Linked DNA regions of Oryza sativa: region 1 is linked to region 2. The links are chromatin contacts, called in public HiCAR-type maps. All regions are on one chromosome and are shown on one strand. The core of a region is the stretch at or near the end of the contact, and the rest is flanking DNA. Distances in the headings are between cores, read along the strand shown. Region 1 holds the start of LOC4340656 (MACPF domain-containing protein At1g14780). Region 2 holds the start of LOC4340640 (pyruvate dehydrogenase E1 component subunit alpha-2, mitochondrial-like).

The links. HiCAR-type assays count read pairs that join an accessible place to other places.
Region 1: a HiCAR-type map of leaf shows a contact between it and region 2, with 2.5 times the contacts expected there. The contact joins the promoter of LOC4340656 here to the promoter of LOC4340640 in region 2. A contact is called at or near these places in 1 of 15 Hi-C or Micro-C datasets (an unstated tissue) and 1 of 4 datasets of contacts at active chromatin or transcription factors (leaf).

Annotation. Positions count from the first base shown.
Region 1 is chr6:8,001,345-8,005,532 of ASM3414082v1, forward strand. LOC4340656 (MACPF domain-containing protein At1g14780) reads left to right here and starts at 2,521. Exons shown (of 8, transcript XM_015788778.3): 1 at 2,521-3,165; 2 at 3,676-3,917. The coding sequence starts at 2,884.
Region 2 is chr6:7,768,864-7,772,807 of ASM3414082v1, forward strand. It overlaps LOC4340640 (pyruvate dehydrogenase E1 component subunit alpha-2, mitochondrial-like), which reads left to right and starts at 2,302. Exons shown (of 8, transcript NM_001421516.1): 1 at 2,302-3,207; 2 at 3,324-3,403. The coding sequence starts at 2,502. It also overlaps LOC107281339.

The DNA.
Region 1 (4,188 bases), core at 1,271-3,770, 230 kb after region 2:
CCTTGTTTGAGAGTATCCAACTTATTCTACCGCCACATCGAATAAGTAAGCAATACAAGGATGTTTTTCCTCGTCTGATGTCTCGTACAGTGACTTCCACTTCCTTTTTTTCTAAGCCAATAATTTTGTATTTTTTTTTAATTCAGACCTATATACTACCCCATGCCATTGTTCATATTTGAACTATTTTATTGACTTCTTCTGCAATGTGATTTACCAAAGTTTTTGCTAATATTCCTATTCACTTAGCTGCAGCGTATTTGCTGATTTTTTTTTCAAGGAGAGAAACACTTAATTCTACCGCTTAGATGCTCTCTATGTGGTGAGGCCACTCCATGCAGCTGTTGATAAGATGTGTGGCATGGATGAGTGCGACAACTATTAATGTTTACCGTCTGCCCCAAAGACAAACGACGAATAAAGGCATAGGAAACTGTCAGTGTCATACATAAAACATACCCAATAGTTTTAGGTTAGACTCGGCGGGCTCCACCATATATCAAGTTTTATACGAAATCACGTCTTTATATTTGGAAGATGTTCCGGATAAAGAAGAAGAAGCAGAGTTTTAGCTGGATACTACATGAACTACTCAGATCGTATCCATACGTGTCTTCCTAGTTCTATTTGGACAAGAGGATATCCGAGGGTATAAATACAAGACACGTATTCGGAAGGAGGGGAGACACACCAATACAAATCTAGACCAACGGAAGGCAAGCCTAGACATACCCAATTTAGAGCCACAAAAGCCGACATGAGGGATCTAGCGCTACCTCCATCTCATCGAGTTCAAGACTACACTAACCGTCGACTACGTGTAAGAGCTCTCCATGCCGCCAACACGACAGAGACTAGATTAGGTTTTGCCGCCAACACGACCGAGACTAGATTAGGTTATCCCAAATATTGTACTCGTGTGATACCGATATATAAAGGCAACACCGGCTTCAGCTAACAGAAGTAGGACTATTACCTGTCAGTTAAGATGTCTGAACCTATATAAAAATCTCTCTATCTCTCATCTCTTTATCTCAATCTCGCGTGCACCTTGGCACCAATGATCCCGATACTTCTAAATATCGTAGTCGTGGTATAAACCGTTGACAGAAACTATTCCATAGGATTAGGCAACCCCATTCCTATGATTCAAGGATCTCACAAGAAATATTTCCCAAGAAATAAAATCCTTCTATTATTTTAGTCATTTCCAGGCCTCAACTCCCATTGTACGCGTGGTTTTTGGTAGGTAAGCTGACTGCTATCTTCATGAGTTGTGATGAGCCAGTCACTAGAGGGCAATGAGAAGCAGAGACGTTGATGAAAAATAATTATGATCCATGGAAAAATTGGACAGAAAGTAATTACGATTCGTGGAAAAAATGGAGTTATGGATGACAGTAATAATTAGCTCGGAAGAAAATACTTGCCGTACCAATTGCCGACAAGATGACTTGTCTATTTTTCTCTGTAAATGCATACCAAATGTATTACGACCAAATTTAGAGAGGAATATACATATGTGTGTGTACAGAGAAAGAGTGTTGTAAGCAAATTTAAAAACCACTAATACGTCGCATGACAAATCTAACTGTATGACTTAATTTCATTTGTCCTAACTGAAAATTTTAAAAGTTATTAACAATCAAAGTCTAAATAGCAAGTATTTGTACATAAAAGTGGTATATCAGTTTAGCCAGTACCCATTAATACATGTAGTTTGGCATTACATCAGAGAGAATTCAAATGGGTCGTCAGGTTGCGGATTACACACTTGAAAAACATCAGGATAAAAATAGTACATTTCATTTACAAAACTATACATACTTTGATCAAAATATTACAACATTATATATTTTATTTAACATATCATAAAACTACAGTTTTAATATCAAATTTATCATGAAACTATAGATCTAACCTAAAGTGTCCCAAAAACTTTAGATTTAATAATAAGGCGCTGTTCAACTCAACATTTGGGCTGAGCTTATCTCCGCCACGCAAAACAAAGATATGTTATTAGCAAGTGAATAATTAAGAATTAACAACTATAAATTTTGAAATTTTGTTTTTAACTTTTATATGTATGATAAAACACACGGTTTTGTAAATTGAAAAGCATTCTAACAGAAAACGAAGAAGTTATCGTTTCGAGTTGATGAAAAGAACTCGACCTAAATGTATCATAAAGCTACGATTTTCGAGTTTGAATTATAAACATTATCATCTTGTGACCAATTTGTCACTGACTCTATAGTTTTTAGTTTTGTGATACTCTATGTTGAATATGTAGTTTTATGGTATATTGATCAGAGTATCTATAGTTCCGTAAAATTTATTTATATAAAAAAAACACCAAACACAAAAGAATACACTTTTGCATTAGTAAGAAAAACGTGCAGCATATCACAGGGATGAGGAGTCGTATGCTTTGGCGGTGCGGCGGTGCCCAGCAAGAAGGGGTAAAATTTGGTCCCCAAAAAACAATTCCAATAACTGGAGTCAATTCAAGCAGAGTCTACACAAAACAAAATTAAAAAGCAACAGCTTAGCAGTCAGTCAACCTATGCTACCCCTGTTCTTGTTCCCACACCCACCAATCTCTTGTCCCTGTCCCTCAACTTCCTATCCACTCCTATAAATTTGAACCCCCAAAAGTGTCAATTTGTGCATTTTCTCCTCCTCCTCCCAATCCCAAATCACCAACCTGTATTGGTTGTGGATAGTTTCCAGACAAAACAGAAGAGAAGAGATAGAAATTTTCATCACATGTTTTGACATCTTTGATGACAAGTTCTTGGCAGCACGGTCAATTTGGCATGTGCATAGAGTAAGCATATATACGTCGCAATTCGTTCAAAGCATCCAACCCCAAGAGAAGACATGCCAAGGAGCATGGAGGAGATGGAGATCGCCGGCGGCGGCATGGCGGCGGCGGCGGTGCAGAGGGCGGTGAGGTGCCTCGGCAGAGGTGTCGACATGGCGGGCGACCTGAGGCTGAAGCACTGCAAGGATGAGGGAGGTTGTCTCGTTGCCAGGAGCGGCGAGAAGGCGGCGGCGGTCGCCGTGCCGGGCGTCGGCGTCGTCGCCGGCGTGCCGGCCGACGTGAAGTTCGGCAAGGGCGACCGCATCAGGTTCAAGTCCGACGTGCTCGAGTTCAACAAGGTTCGTTGATTTGGTTGCTGCTTCATTTGATTTTATTTGCTGGTTCAAAATGACACAAATTGCAAGCGAATTAATTGCCAGCTGCTCACAAATGAAAGTCTCCTTTTAGAGTTATCCAAAAGATTGACAAAAAAAAAAAAACTGTTCAGTTACTTCTTTTTTGCCAAATCTTTTTCATAACCAAACAAAATGGACATATGGAACAGTGGTCACCTATTTCTTACTACTAATCTTTGATCTCTATGTTTCGTCTAAGCTCAAGGCTATTTTCCTCACTACGTTATTAATATTTGAATCATGATCAAAGTCAAAATTTCTTCCAAAAATAATCAGACAATCAGAGTCCAGAGCATAATGTCAACAACACGCGTACTACTTACAGTCTCAACGAGTTAAGAAATCATCATCCTACAACAACAAAATTTAAAAACAAAACAAAATAATTGTTCAACCAAATAACCATGAAAAGATAATTAATTATTCCTAATTCGACCGCACGTTCATCTGCAGATGTCGGATCTGTTCAACCACCGGAGCTCGCTGCCGGGGAAGATCCCGTCGGGCCTCTTCAACTCGTGCTTCGACTTCGGCAGCGACTCCTGGGCCAGCGACGCCGGCGACACCAGGTGCTTGGCCTTCGACGGCTACTTCATCTCCCTCCTCGACCTCCGCCTCGACTGCCGCCCGCTCGCCCTCGCTGGCCACGTCGTCGCCGACGTGCCGGCGGCGTGGGACCCATCGGCCATTGCAAGGTTTTCTCTTCGTTCGAAAATAAATTTATTCTTATATCTTTACTATTTTTTATGAAAAAAAAAGTGTACTCTTATGTACTTACCTATCCTTATCTGCAAACGAAGAATATTTATCCCTTCTATACTCTTTGGACCTGTTCACTTTAATACTATTTTCAATCTTACCAAATTTTGTAAAGTTATCAAAAAAAAAAAGTGGCTATATTTAGTTTGCTGTCAAATTTTGATAACTATATAAGATATCCTGCCAAAATTTAGGCAAGTTTTTTTT
Region 2 (3,944 bases), core at 1,052-3,551:
ACCCACGAATGTCCACAACGAATACGGCCCAATTTTCCGTAAATTAATTACACCCATGAATTCAATCGGCCTACCTATTCTCAATTGACGAATTCGAACCACCAAAAGCTAAGAACAAATTCAGACCTCTTAATTCAAATCAGTCCACAAATGAATTAAGCCGACGTCTGATTCATCACTAAATTTAGCCCACCAAATGTCACGAATTAATTTGGCCCACCAAATTCCCATCAATGGATTCAGCCCACCAATGAATTTGGCTCACTTCGTATGGATTTGGCAGTATGGACGTGGTAAATAAATAAAAAAATTATGAGGCCCACATGTAAGTGAGAAAAAAAATGTGAAACCACACTACTTTTTCCTTTTCTTTTCTCCTTTCTTTTTCCTCTTTTCTACTCCTCTCCGAAGGCCGGCGGCGGCGGAGGGAGCCTGAGAGAGAGGGGGCGGCGGGCGGAGCGGCCGCTGGCGAGCGCGGCAGTGGGCGGCTGGAGGGGGGTGAGGCGGTCGGTGAGCCTGGGAGGGAGGAAAGCGGGCGGCGGCAGGCGGAGCAGCAGCGCGGCGGCGAGCGCGAGCGGCAAGCGAGCGCGTGGCGAGCGAGCGCTGCGGCGTGCCGCCGTGCCGGAACTCGTGCCGACGGGTCTCACCCAGGCCGCACCACACGTGGGAGCAGAGGCGGAGCTCGCTGTCGCTGTCGGTCTTTGCCCGCTGCCCGAAGTCGGAGAGGAGCGGGCAGCCACCGATGGCGCCGCCGCCAGCGAGGGGGAGGGCGGCGAAGGAGCGGTGTGACACTGCGGCGGCCCTTGGGGGGGAGAATGGCATGGCGTAGAGGAAGGTCGGGATGCGGCAGTTCTGTTCTTGTCCCTGGTGTGTGAGTAGTTGCTGTTTCAGACATGAAGGCAGCTGTGGGGAACAAGAAAAGCAAGGGCACTTTCTGCGCCTTCTGCCACCCTTCTCTGCTCCTGCTCATCGTGGCAATCCAGTTCTTGATGATTTACTCACCAACCCTTGATCAGTACATGGTGATGCTAACCACAGGTTGTTGATTCTGAGTCTTTTTTGGAGAAAAGATTCTGATTTTGTTTTTGTTCGATGAAATTATTAATGCAGATGAGTTCATCCCGGAGCCTCACCTGCGATGTGACTTCAGTGACAATAAATCCGACGTGTACGAGATGGAGGGCGCCATCCGCATCCTCAGCCGCGAGTTGGAGGTATTCCTGGTGGCGCCTCGCCTCGCCTCCATCTCCGGCCGCAGCGGCGTGAACACGACGGGCTTGGACGCGAACGCGACGAGGTGGAAGATCCAGCCGTACACCCACAAGGGCGAGTCCCGCGTGATGCCTTCCATCACGGAGGTGACGTTGCGACTGGTGACCGTTGACGAGGCGCCGCCGTGCGACGAGTGGCACGACGTGCCGGTGATCGTGTACTCCAACGGCGGTTACTGCAGCAACTAGCCAACTACTACCACCACCTCGCCTCCCTCCGAGCGGCAGCAGCTACCTTGTCTCCCTCCGTGCTCGCCCGTCACCGCCCGCCTGTGGCCTGCTCCACCCGCCGTCCTCTCAGGTTCGGGGGGAAGAAGAGAAGAGAAGAGAGAACAAATAAAAGAGAAGAAGAAAATAAAAAGAAAAGAGGAGAGGAGAGGACACTGACATGTGGATCCCACTATATGCCATGTCAGCCAAACCAGGAAAAAAATAGATCAATACTGCCTAACGAACTTTTTTTTTTTTTTACGGTTTTGTATAATTTAGGGGCGGAGATTTTTGGTTTTGTGGTTAAAAGACCTCAAAAAATCTCGTTAAGTTGAGGGACCTTCGGTGATCTTATTCCTTCTCATAAACAAATTAGGCCCACAAGTGAATTTGGCCCACTTCATTCTCGTCAACAAAAAGTGGCCCACGAGTGAATACATTTGACCGCCGCTGATCAGAGAATTCAACCCATAAATGAATTTGGCCTACTTAATTCTCATCGATGAATTCCGCCCACACATAAATCTGGGCCACCTTATTTCGATAACCAATTTCGGCCCATAGTTGTATTCGGCCCACTTAATTCCCCGAACTGTTCTCTCCGGCACGCGGCGGAGCGGGTTGCTGCCGACAGCTCGACAGGTGTTCGATCAAATTCGCGCCCGGAGACCGAGACTCTGAGAGCGACGGCTCGCTGCCGGCGAACGGGACGCCGCCATGTGCCCCCCGGGCCGTGAGCTCCCACCTCCCGCTGGCTTTCCCCGCCCTCCCCCCCCACCCCCCCACAAGGAGCCACCTGTGCGCCATGCTCGCTTTCTTTAATGGCAAAGCGAGCCTAGTCACGGAGGCGAACGCGAAGCCGAGCCCCACACCGCGCCACGCGGCCCGCTCCGCCGCGCGACACCGCGACGCCACCACCCCATCATCCGCTCCACCGCGGCGAGCACCGCGCGCTGCTGCTGCTGCGTCCAAAGTCCAAGCTCCCAAACCAAACCTGCGCGTGCCCAATCGATCGGCGCCATGGCCGCGGCCGTCGTCCTCCTCCGCCGCCTGCGCGGCGTCACGGCGGCGCCCCGGCGCGCGGCGGCGGCGCTGCCCCTGACCACGAGCGTCCGGGGTGTCTCCGATTCGACGGAGCCGCTCACCATCGAGACCTCGGTCCCCTACAAGTCCCACATCGTGGACCCGCCCCCGCGCGAGGTGGCCACCACGGCGCGCGAGCTCGCCACCTTCTTCCGCGACATGTCCGCCATGCGCCGCGCGGAGATCGCGGCGGACTCGCTGTACAAGGCGAAGCTGATCCGCGGCTTCTGCCACCTCTACGACGGACAGGAGGCCGTCGCGGTGGGCATGGAGGCGGCCACCACCCGCGCCGACGCCATCATCACGGCCTACCGCGACCACTGCGCCTACCTCGCCCGCGGCGGCGACCTCGCCGCCCTCTTCGCCGAGCTCATGGGCCGCCGCGGCGGGTGCTCCAGGGGGAAAGGCGGGTCGATGCACCTGTACAAGAAGGACGCCAACTTCTATGGCGGCCATGGCATCGTGGGCGCGCAGGTGCCGCTCGGATGCGGCCTCGCGTTCGCGCAGAGGTACAGGAAGGAGGCCGCCGTCACGTTCGACCTCTACGGCGACGGCGCCGCCAACCAGGGGCAGCTGTTCGAGGCGCTCAACATGGCGGCGCTCTGGAAGCTGCCCGTCGTGCTCGTCTGCGAGAACAACCACTGTGAGTTGGAATTCGGTTCAATCTTTGGGATTGATTTTGCTTGCATTGTTCGTTGATCGCTGGATGAATTGCGGATGGTTTGATTTGGTCTGTTTGATTTTAATTTGTTTGCACAGATGGGATGGGGACGGCGGAATGGAGGGCATCGAAAAGCCCCGCATACTACAAACGCGGCGACTATGTGCCAGGATTGAAGGTAACTAAATACTTCTCCGTCTCATTTAAGCGCAGTTGTGAATTTTCGTACCCAATATTTAACGTCTGTTTTATTTGAATTTTTTTTATGAGTAGTAGTTGTTTGAACTCTTTCTGGCTGATGGAGAGTTGATCTGTTGATGTGACAATGAGAACTGAGCTGAACATAATTGACCAGTAAATTTGAGTGCAACATCCTTCTGGACTCTGATCACCATACTCTGTGATCTAGTTGTGGGTTCCGGGGTTGTTTGGTTCACTGCCACAAATCGTCATGCCACATATTCGAGTACTAGATGTGCCAAACTTTCTTAGGTTGGTGTTTGGTTTGCTATAACTATGATTTGCCACACTTCATTAACTCGCTGGCTCACATGTCGTAGGCTCATTTTTAAGTCACATCTTACCACACTTGTGGCCAACCGCCAACGATTACTTTGTGTGGCTTGCCACACCTACGGCAAGTTGGGTTGCAGTTATTTTTACTGCGATTAGCTTGCATGCAAGAAGTTATGGGGATATGCAGGCATGGAGGTGGCCGT